2 separate regions of the Mus musculus genome follow, and region 2 is linked to region 1. The links are chromatin contacts, called in public HiChIP or PLAC-seq maps. All regions are on one chromosome and are shown on one strand. Each heading gives the region's core, a stretch centred on a gene start, on an enhancer-like site or on the middle of the called end of the contact. The rest is flanking DNA. Distances are from core to core; before and after follow the strand shown.

Region 1 (5,222 bases), core at 2,161-4,660:
TGGATTTTATCATTGTCAATAAATGTTAAAGTTACCAGGCCCCTCCTGGGGAAATGTTACCTTCCTGCCCAAGGATTCTGAGAAGGGTGATAATTTTCACACCTACATGTGATCAGAGTTCCAAAAATGATCTCCTCAGGTAGGGCAGGTCTGGAGAATTGCTCTGTCCCCTTGAGCATAGAATTAACTACCATGTGCCAGGCTGCATACATATCCACAGTCTTAATAGGAAGTGTGTGGTTTCTCGTGGCCCTCTGGAAAACATCTGCTAAGGGGGTGGGGGGGGACTCAGCTCAAGGGGATTTCAGGAAGTCTCCTTGGGGTGGGGTTAAAAAAAAAACAGCTGGGCGTGGTGGTGCACGCCTTTAATCCCAGCACTTGGGAGGCAGAGGCAGGCAGATTTCTGAGTTCGTGGCCAGCCTGGTCTACAGAGTGAGTTCCAGGACAGCCAGAGCTACACAGAGAAACCCTGTCTTGAAAAAACCAAAAAAAAAAAAAAAAAAAAAAAAAAAAACCCACCCACTGGAGGCCTATTATCTGCTGGGTAGGCATATTGTTCCCAGTTACTTTATCACGGCTGGGGTGGATTGCACTTAATTTACTGGTTTAAAAAAAAAAGAAACCACAAATTCTTTCCTTTACAGTTCTTCAGGTTAGAAGATGGACAGGGTTCAAATCAAGGTGTAGGCAGAGCTTTGGGCATGGTTGGTGGCCTAACTAGCTTTTAGAGGCCAGCTGCAGGCCTTCCACTCCTGACCTTTATCTATGTCTCCCAGACAGGGCCTCATGTAGCCCAGGCTGGCCTCTAGCTCAATTTGTGACTCAGGATAACCCTGAACTCCTGGTCCTCCTGCCTCTACCTCTGGAGTATTGGGCTCTCAAGCTGGGTTGCCACCATGCCTAGTGTAGGTGGTGCTTTTATAGATGCTGGGCAATTGCTCTACCAAGGGAACTCCAGTCCCGTTCTCCCCCACCTGTCTGCTGTCTCTCCTGTCCTTGCCTATATTCCCTTCTAGAGACCCTTGTGACACCATGGGACCCACTTGGAATGACCCTGTTCGCATTCCTCAGCACCATCCCATCTGCAAGGGTTTCATCGTCTAAGTCACGTCTCCAGGTATTTTGGGACTCAGCTGTGTTCAGGTCTTTACAAAGGGGTTAATCACATCTGATGTGAAAGAGACACAGAAAGCTTAGGGAGCCTGTCTGAGTCAACACAACCATCTCTCGAGGAACCCGGCTTGAACCTCCAGGCAGGCTGCTAAGCATGGTGTGGGTCCATTGTGAGGCAGGGGGAAGGAGAAAGTTAAGGTTACAGTATGGGTGTGGGCAGCCTGACTCCTGGGGATCTAGTCTGTGTTTCCTGTTGGCTGGGAGTTACGAAACTGAGACTGATAAAGCCAAGGTTACCTGTAGGGGTAAAGGTGGTTTTCCTCAGGACACCGCCACCAATGATGCTAAATGCAATAAAGCATTCCTACTTGGAGCCAGGACGTTTGTGACCCTGAGCCTAACCCTAGTAGCACTCCCATTCCCCACCCCTCTTTTGTTTTTTCTGAGATGGGGTTTCTCTGTATAACCCTGGCTGTCTTGGAACTTGTTCTGTAGACCAGGCTGGCCTCAAAGATATCCACCTGCCTCTATCGATGGAGTGCTAAAATTAAAGGTGTGTGCCACCGCACCTGGCCCAATATCCTGACCTGAACAACCAACTTGATAAAACCACCTGACTTGGTTTTATTTACCAAAGGAAATTATCATTTTCTGAAACAAAAAGTCTTGAGTCTTGATATCTGAGCCATTCTGGTCTGGATTTTTTTTTTCTTGAGACAGGGTTTCTCTGTGTAGCCCTGGCTGTCCTGGACCTCACTTTGTAGACCAGGCTGGCCTCGAACTCAGAAATCTGCCTGCCTCTGCCTCCCGAGTGCTGGGATTAAAGGCGTGCATAACCACGCCTGTCTCTGGTCTGGATTTTATCAGAGACCTGCCTGCCTCTGTTTCAGCCATCTGAGATTAAAGGTGTGTGCAATCAAGAGGGCCAAAAGAAAATTCTCAGGAGAAAGAAACCATTGAACCAACTCGTAGAGTTTTGCTTTGCTTTGCTTTGTTTGCTTTGTGGAGCCAGAGTTCGGAGTATGAAGCGTAGCCCTGTACTAGGGAAGTAGGGGCGGGAGATACAGGAGTTTCAGTTCATCCTTGGCTGCTAGAAAGTTTGAAGCCAATGTGCATGGGGCGCACGCCTTTAATCCCAGCCCTTGGGAGGCAGAGGCAGGCAGATTTCTGAGTTCGAGACCAGCCTAGTCTGCCAAGTGAGTTTCAGGACAGCTGGGGCTTTACAGGGAAACCCTGTCTTGAAAAACGAAAGAAAGAAAGAAAGAAAGAAAGAAAGAAAGAAAGAAAGAAAGAAAGAAAGAAAGAAAGGAAGGAAGGAAGGAAGGAAGGAAGGAAGGAAGGAAGGAAGGAAGGAAGGAAGAGAAAGAGAGAAAGTAAGTTTGAAGCCAGTGCGCATGGTGGTGCCCACCTTTAATCCCAGCATTTGGGAGGCAGAGGCAGGTGCATTTCTTAGTTTTAGGCCAGCCTGGTCTACAAAGTGAGTTCCAGGACAGCCAGGGCTACACAGAGAAACCCTGTCTTGAAAAACCAAAAAAAAAAAAAAAAAAAAAAGAAAAGAAAGTTTGAAGCCAATTTTTGCTACATGTGTAGCACAGCAAAGAAAAACAAAACCAAGACACCTGAGGGCAACTCTCTGGAGCAGCTGTGCCCACACTTGAACATTATCCTTTTCCTTCTTGTCTCTAGATCCTAAACTCAGTCCTACCCGTGTACCCTCTCTCACCTCTACTTAATAAACTTGCCAACTTTGCCCCACAGGGGCTTGTCATAAAATTCTTTCCTGGCCCGGCAGTGGTGTACACCTTTAATCCCTAATCCCTGCACGCTGGAAGCAGAGATAGGCAGATCTCAGAACTCAAGGCCGGCCTGGTCTACAGCTGGGAGTAGGAGGTTTAGTAAGGTTTTTTGTTTGTTTTTATTATTATTATTGCCTATATGGCTGAGTCAAGAACTTTCCCGTGTGTATACACTTGCGTGTGTGCAATAACTAACACCTACTGAGTCTCTACCCTTTGCAGAATGTGCTAAGTCATCAACATGACTATCCACCCCCCACCCCGAGACAGAGCTACCTTACGTAGCTGTGTGTGACCTGGAACTTGCTATGTAGACTGGTCTGCAATTCATAGATGATCGTCCTACCTCTGCAGTCTATATACTGAGCTCACAGGAGTACAATTCCTGGATTAACGAGTTCTTTCTAAAATTGTTTATTTTGCGTGTGCCCCTTTGTATGTCAGAAGACAGTCTGTAGTTGGTTTTCCCCTGGCGTCATGTGGATCCAGAGAATGGAACTCATTTGGTCCTCAAGGGTACAGGAGGCAGGGCTCCGTTACCCGCTGAGTCATCTCACTAGCTCCTTCAACGTTTACTTTTATGTTTTACAAAGAAAAAAAAAATCTTTTTTTCCCCAATGCCAGGTAAAACAAGCTAGTGAAGAGAATGAAGAGTGAAGGAATGAATGAATGAACGAACGGTCAGAAGAGCGCGCTCCATAGGGTAAGGGATCCTTGGAGATCTCCAGCGGAGATCCCAGGGCGGAGCTCAGGCGGACCCAGCGCAGTAACCACTCCGGAACTCCACCTTGCAGCCCCAGGGTGCCTGGCCAGCTCCATCCTCACGCCCTCGCCTGGAGCAGCCGCCCTCGGCGCGCTGGGGACAGAAGGGTCGCCGGCCCGGGGCGCACGCCCACCTGTCGCGCGCAGGCGCAGAACGCCGCCTGGCTCTCCCGCGGCGCAGTCAGTGCGCAGGCGCGGCGGCCGCTGCGAGTGTGTCTGTGCGGCGAGAAGATGGCGGCGACGGGAGACGCGGCGTGAGAAGCCGGAGCAGCACCGAACCTCATTGAGACGGGCCGCCATGGCCCTCCACAACCCACAGGTAGCGCGGGCCGTGTCTGGGCTGGGAGGTCTGGGCCACGGGACGGCCTCGGGGCGACGATCGCGAGGTGCGCGGCGGGCGAGCGGTGGGGGAGGCGCCGGCACGCTGCCGGCCTAGGCCCGCGCCGCGCCCCTCAGTGCCGCGCTTCCCCGGCTTCGGAGGCCGCCCGAATCTCCCCGAGAGCGCCCGAGCCGCCCCGAGAGTGTCCGAGCCGCCCCGAGAACGCCCGAGGCCGCAGGGAAGGCCTCCGCGTGCCCGGCCCGCAGCCGCCGAGTCCCGGGCGACGCTCTGGCCCAGCGCCGCCGGGGACCTGGCCCCTGGCCTCGGGAATTCTATTGCAAAGAAAACCGGGAAGCGCCGGGGCGGCATACTCCGGTTTGCCCGAGACTGACACCTTTTGCACGGTGTCCGAGCCCGGGCTGGGTCGGGGCCCGGCAGGCCGGATTGCCTGCTGTGTTTTCTGTGCCCGGAGCTGCTCCTGCAGCCCCTCTCCTAAGATGCACTTAGGACGAGTGAGAAGTCAGCACGTGGTGCCGCTTCTCCGGGCTGCGACTCTCGGGAAACTAAGAAGTAAAATTGCCTTTTTGAGGATGGTAGGTGGATGTATGTACAAGGCAGGTGAGGTCGGTCTGGTGAGGCCACCTTTGAAGAACGATCGTCTTTTTATTTGATCTTTCTCTTGGTCCACGATCGCCTCTAACTTAAGTTTTTTTTTTTCCCTATCTCAGCCTGGTGCGTTGCAGGCAAGAGCCACCATGTGCTTTTGAAAGGTTTTAGTAACTGTTGCAATATGGGATTTAAACCTCGAAACTGTTTTTAATAAAAGGTTAGATCCTAGGAGAAACTTCCGTTCTCTTAAGTATGTGGTGTTTCATAGATCAAATCTGAACTTTGCCTGTTTGACCTTTCCCCTCATCTGTAAATGCTTTTGTATTTGGTGTGCTTTTTTTTTTTTCAATAGGCAGACGATTCGTATTTGTTGAATAATATTTTGACAAGTGGTTTTTTTTTTTTTTTAAGTTTTAGACAGGTCTTCATTATGCAGCTGTGGTTGGCTTGCGATTAAGGCAACTGCCTACCTCTGTCACCAGAGGCCCTGGCGATTCGGAATATTCACCACCACCACATCTGGTTCTATTTAGGCATTTTTATTTTATTTTATTTTATGTGAATGAATGCTTTGCTTGCATATATGTATGTTCCTGGTGCCCATTGAAGCGAGAAGAGGGTGT
Region 2 (6,025 bases), core at 2,429-4,928, 36 kb after region 1:
GGCAGAGGCAGGAAGAGCTGCAGTTTAAAGTCAGCCTGGCTTCAGTAGCAAGACCCTGTCTTAAAAGAAGCCAAAACAAAGATGGTAACGTTTTAGGCTGTATGTGATAATACTGTTCTGAATATTCTTAGTGTTCTAAGGTCTCTTCAAATGAGAAAATTGATGAAATTTTTATTTTTATTGTTTTAGGCTTCATATGTTGGTCTTTGATATAACATCTTATCATGTAGCCTAGGCTGGTCTTGTACTCGCTTCTAGCCCAGGCTGTATTCAAAGTGGATTTTTTTCCTGCTCTCACCTCCTGATGAGGTGCTGGGATCACAGGGTTCGCCGCTGTGCTCTGTGGGGGTCGTTATTTATTATTTTTGACTTTTATGTATATGGGTCTTTGCCTTCATGTATGTCCAGGCAACACTTGTTCCAGAAGATGCCAGAAGAAATCATCAAATTCCCTCCAACTAGAGTTGTAGTCTGTTGTAAACCCTTGTGTGGGTGCTGGAGATTTAACCCGGCTCTTCTGGAATAGTAGCTGGTACTGTTCAAGTAAAGTGGTTTTCTTCTCTACAGTACCCCACCAGTACCTTTTTCCTTTTTTTTTTTAATTAAAATTTTATTTTATTTTATGTGTGTTTTGCCTGCATGTGCGCCATGTGGGTGCTAGGAATTGACCCACATCTAGAAGAGCAACAAGTGCACTCACCTCGGAGCCACCTCTCCAGCCCATTTTTCTTTTCAGTTTCACTTTGTATCGCATGCCTTTCACAGACTGTAAAGTTTTACTGCCAGTCTCCCAGGGGCTGGGATTCTACATGCATTGCTCCACCCCTCCGCCTCCCGCCCGCCCACCCGCCCCATTTAATAGATATGGGTATATTTCTTCTACCATGCACTGGGTGCAGGACTGGGAGATGGCTCAGTACACGAGAGCCCTTGTTATGCAAGCCTGAGCATCTGCGTTTGATTCTCTGTCATACCTGTAAGAAAGCTCTGGCCTGTGACGCTGTCACTGGGCTCAGAGACAGGGAGATCCTAGGAGCTTGCTGGCAGCAACCTAAGCTAGAGGATGATCTCTGGCTTCTGTGCCAGCCGGAAAATCGTAACAGCACAAGGAGCACTAGTTTTAACCAGGCAGGTCTGAAGGATGGGAGACACTCACTCTGCTGTTTACTTCAGTCACTCAGTGCATATTGGCCCTTTGTGGGTAGTAAGCTCAAGATAGCGAGTGTGTAGCCCTGGCTGTCCTGGAACTCAATCTGTAGACCAGGCTGGCCTCAAATTCAGAGATCCTCCTGCCTCTGCCCCCTGAGTGCTGGGACTGAAGGTGTGCCCCACCACTGCTCACCTATATTGGCCATTTTTAGTAGGAGTAACTGAATCAGGAAATCAGTGGAAGGAAACTTGAGAACCATGGAACTGGCATACTGCTGACGGGAGAAGAATGTCTGCACCACTCTCGGGAGTAAGTGAGCAGCGAGGTGCTCAGGGCTGACTGCCCAGGGCTTGCCAAGAGGCAGCAGTCTGGGGGCAAAGGGCAGGGCATGGAGCTTCTCCTGAAGTATCAGCATAGAGACGCTAAGGTGCTGAGCCGTTTCTCCAGCCCCAAGAACAATGGAGTAATTTTTAGGGAAAGAAAAACCTAGGTCTCTCTTCTCTACCTGCCTGTAAAGAGTTACCCTGCACTTGAGAATTCTACCAGAAGGCAGCAGTTTGAGCACTGCTTGCAGCAGTTGTCTGTCCTGTCTGCTGCACTGTCTGTGTCCCAGGTCTGCTTGCGTGCAGGTTTTGAACAGACCACTGGGTGGCGCTAAGAGACAGGCTCACTATCTTGGAAAATGGAACCTGCTGGTTCTAGAAGAGGACCATGCAGAAATGAGCCTTGAACATGTGGTTTCCCAGTTGGGAAGGAGTTGATTAGAGCTGGCTTCAGATTGGATTGCATTCTCCTGTGTCACCTGTGGGAGCCCCCAGGCTGTTGAGGTCACTCTGGTCCACAGAGGTTTGTTCTAGGGCTTAGCGCAACCCGCTTACCCAATTCCCTTTTGAAAAGGAATTAGCTCTGTCACATGTGGTGCTGGGTTCTTTTTTACACTGATGCAGCACACCCACACCACTAGTCTTACGGTGTGTGTGTTTTCACGTATGTGTGAGTGGGTGTGCATGCTTGCCAAAGGCATCTCGTGGTGTCAGAGTCAGCTTTTAGGGAGCAAGGTCTTACTTTCACCTATCTTGTCTTTAAAGCAGTGTCTTTTGTTTCTGCCACTTCACTGCATACTGTACCCAGGTCAGGTACCCACAAATTTGGGGAGATTCTCGCCTTAGCCTGCAGTCTCTCTGTAGCCCTGGAACTAACTTGCTGTGTAGTGATCATGAACTCCTGATGCCCACCGTTGCCTCCGAAGTGCCGGGATTACAGGCAAGCGTCATCACATAGGTCTCTCATTTTTTAAAAATGTGGCCCAGTCAGTGCCCGTGCCAAAGCAGGTGTGAATATCATGGTACCCCACCCCTTCCGACCTTCAACTGACGCAAGAAGGCTTTGCCTTCACTAGGAAAACAGAATTTTCTCCGCCCATGTGGCTCTAACTCCTGGGCCAGGCATCCCACTGAGCAGTGTACACTGGCTTCCACCTTCTTACCCAGATCTCTGGCTTGCTTCTTCATATTGATACCATTAGTCTGCACCCTGAACCTGAAGGTTGTGCGTGACCGTGGGAGTATTGGGACTGCAGCACGCTGATACCTATGTGTAAGTCGCCATTCAGTGTTCATACTTCCTGCTGTCCTTTATGTTACTCCGGATAGACAGACACCTTTCCCCCACTGCCTATTTTCTGATGTCTGCGCCTCCAGTCATCTAGCTGTTCTCTTGGTATATCTGTAGGTGAAGCATACTCCCCAGACTCTTTTACAGTCTGTGGTGCTGTCCGGGACAGTGAGCCCTTCATTACCTGTCTGAGCTGGCCTGGAGCGGGGCTAGTTGCAGGCTTGGGTGCACGCGGGATGCATTAGCTGTTCTTACAGAGGTCAGCCATGGTAGGAAGACCTAGCTTCTAATTCTGTAAAAGCTTGCCACACCGTTGATGGCTGCTGTAGAGCCTGTGGTGTTGCTTTGGGGTGTGTTTTTGTTTGAACACACAGGTTTGGAGGTTACTGTGATCATTGCTGTACTATGGATCCTTGTTTAGCCCAAGAACAGGTGGCAGAAGGCAGTGGGAGGGGGAAAGAGGGCGTCCCGCCTTACATAATATTTAAAAACATTTCTTCCTTAGACTTATTTGTTCCTTCTGTGCTTGCAAGCATGTTTGTGTGTATGTACAAGTGTGTGTGCTTGTGAGGTCAGGCTGTGGAAGTTGGTTGTGTTTCTACCACAAGGGGCTGTGAACTCAGATCATCAGGCCTGGCAGCAAGTGCTAGGAACGGCTGAGCCCACCAGGTAGACCCACAGTTGTATCTGGCTCAGTGCTGTGACTTCAGTTTTCTCATCTGTAAGAGGAGGTGTCAGAGTCCCTTTTTGGCAGAGTTATGACTATGCAGTTGAGTGTTACTGGACAGCTCCAGGACTGGTGGGAGCTGTCAGCATGCGTCTTCCTGTCTTAGATCTGCACACCTTTCACTAAGGGGCTGCTCTCAGTGGCTGTGTCTGGTGCTTCTCTGGAGCCTGTAATGGTTTAGTTTCTCAGATAAAGTGATCTATGGGAGCCACATCAAGCCACCCACTGTGCTTCCTCAGCTTACAGCTTTCTTAAAGCTGTAAAAAAGTGGTTTCCGGGGTGTCAGGAGAGAAGCCCCACCCACTTCTGAATGGAGTGAGGAGTTAGTGGACCAATGGCTGATCTCACTTCCATGATTGGCAGGAGCTGCTGCTGTCACTTAATACTCGGCCATTGAGCGCCCACTGTGGTCTGCCGGGTTTTCTGGGAGCCCGGTGGCACACTCCTGCCCCACAGTCCCTTTGAAGCTGGTATCCAGAGGACTTAGCAGCTGGTGAAGCATGCTGTCAGCCTTGGTGGGGATGCCAGTGTCTTCCACCTCCGCTCTCTGCTGCTAGCTATTGTGTCGGTGTCTCTGGCCATGGAGCGTCCTAGTGTAAACTGAGAGGATAACTGTAAATGTTGATGTTCAAGACAACTGCCCCCCACCCCTGCACCCCAACTTAGTAACAAAGCGGTGCTAAGTGAAGGCTTTCGGAGGACACGCTCTTCTGAAGGACTCTCAGCACTTCAGAAACGCCGTGCATGGATTCTGACTGCAATGTTAATGTCTTCATTTGCTTCTTCACTCTTGCAGAGTTATTGGAGACTGTAACCCTAATACATAAGCCAGTGTCATTGCAACCCCGTGGGCTGATCAATAAAGGAAACTGGTGCTACATTAATGCCGTATCCTTCCTGGCTGCCAACCCTGCGCCTGGCCACCATGCCCACTCTCCCGTCTGGGTGTGTTTGATTGCCGCAGCGTCCCCAGGGCTGCCGGCCTGCGCTCTGAGCACGGAGACTGGGCCATCACTCTGCCTGCCTCATGGTCGGTGGTACTCTGGAGCCTCTCCGCCCTCTGTCCGAGGATTGATCTGTTGGCTTATGAAGGGTAGAGTCGGGCATGTTCTATTCTCATTGGAGTGGTGGTAGACAGTAGGACAGAATGGCCGCGTAGAACTAGAGGCTTTGCTCTAACTAGTGGGAGTGTTTTGTTCAGCTAGCTAGGCTCTTGAGTGTCCTGCAGCCGGCCGACAGAGAGAGGATCCTTACATGGCCTTTACAAGGCAGCTGTCTTCTCATGTGGTTTACTCCTCTTTGTGTTTACATATCCACGTAGCTGAGTGTCCTTGGCTTATCTTTTTTTTTTTTTTACGTGCCTTTTAGAAAAGTTCCTCTGTGTCTGTTTCATTTCCTTTACACTTCCTTACCGACATTTAGACCCTGCAGGCATTGGTGGCTTGCCCTCCGATGTATCACCTGATGAAGTTCATTCCTCTGTACTCAAAAGTGCAGCGGCCTTGCACATCAACGCCCATGATAGATAGCTTGTAAGTAAAGCGCTCGCACACGTGCCAGTGGTCGGGGGCTCTCCCTGCGGTGATGGGAACGAGCGGTTTGGCCGAGCAGGTGCTCCCGGGGCTGACGCCAGCTCTCAGTTCTTGATTTGCTACAGACGAGTGCTCCACCATCTCCCCCGCCCTGCTCTTAAGTTCATGTGAATGCGTGCTTTGCCTGCATACATGTAAGGGCACATGCCACGTGTGGGCAGTGGCGGTCAGAAGACTTTGGACCCCCTGAACCTGGAATTACAGCTACTTGTGAGCTGGCAGTGGGTATTGAGAACTGAACCCTGGTCCCTTGTAAGAGCAACAAGTCTCTGAACTCCAGCCTCTGGAATTCTCCTTTAAAGGGAGATGTTGTTGGGATTTTCTATGGAAGTTGATGTGGAATATAACTGGAGAGTTTGCTGCCCTTCAGATTCCGTAGGAAACCCCGTACTGTTTACCAGCTTAAAATGCCATCTGGAAATGGTCCCATAACATGTGTAGATTTTAACATAAGAGCTCCTGGGTGCTGTTCTAGCTGCTGGTTAATGTGCCACCGTGCCCAGGCCTGCTCCTAACGTGAGTTCTGCTTTGCTCTTTCTCCATCTAGTGTTCGGCTCATGAATGAGTTCACTAACATGCCAGTGCCTCCCAAACCCCGCCAAGGTGAGTCAGAGCTCGCGCCGGGATAGGCGCCTTGTCACTGGGGACACGGAGCGAGGGGGTGGCGTGTGGTGAATGTGTGGTCTTACTGAAAAAAGTGTCTATTTAAACCAAGGTGTTTTCCCCGTGTGATGGGAGTTTGGGTGGATTTGCTTTCACCTCTCTGTGGTCTCTTTACTTACCAGAATCTTCTGTTTTTTTCTTGCAGCTCTCGGGGATAAAATCGTGAGAGATATCCGCCCAGGGGCTGCCTTTGAACCCACATACATATACAGACTCCTGACAGTCATCAAGTCGAGCCTGTCTGAAAAGGTCTGGGGTGCTCTGTGGTTGCTATGGAAA

Evidence for each region. HiChIP or PLAC-seq counts read pairs in DNA pulled down with a chosen protein or histone mark.
Region 2: a CTCF HiChIP or PLAC-seq map of CD8 T cells shows a contact between it and region 1, with 8 read pairs. The contact joins the enhancer-like site here to the promoter of Usp10 in region 1. A contact is called at or near these places in 1 of 39 promoter capture datasets (macrophages), 2 of 15 datasets of contacts at CTCF or cohesin (CD8 T cells and the NIH/3T3 cell line), 2 of 484 Hi-C or Micro-C datasets (extraembryonic endoderm stem cells and memory CD8 T cells), 6 of 115 datasets of contacts at active chromatin or transcription factors (the SCID.adh cell line, cardiomyocytes, embryonic stem cells and 1 more) and 3 of 9 other capture datasets (adipose tissue, liver and pancreatic islet).

Annotation. Positions count from the first base shown.
Region 1 is chr8:119,906,950-119,912,171 of GRCm38.p6, forward strand. Usp10 (ubiquitin specific peptidase 10) reads left to right here and starts at 3,411. Exons shown (of 14, transcript NM_009462.2): 1 at 3,411-3,990. The coding sequence starts at 3,970.
Region 2 is chr8:119,942,788-119,948,812 of GRCm38.p6, forward strand. Usp10 (ubiquitin specific peptidase 10) reads left to right here. Exons shown (of 14, transcript NM_009462.2): 5 at 4,288-4,379; 6 at 4,914-5,023; 7 at 5,631-5,686; 8 at 5,892-5,995. Among named protein-coding and RNA genes, the nearest start is that of Usp10, 35 kb to the left of the region's middle. Within about 2 kb of position 3,679, at least 38 of the 459 cell types and tissues checked have an H3K27ac peak or open chromatin away from gene starts, as enhancers often do. A contact at or near this core is called in CD8 T cells and memory CD8 T cells, where this site is marked.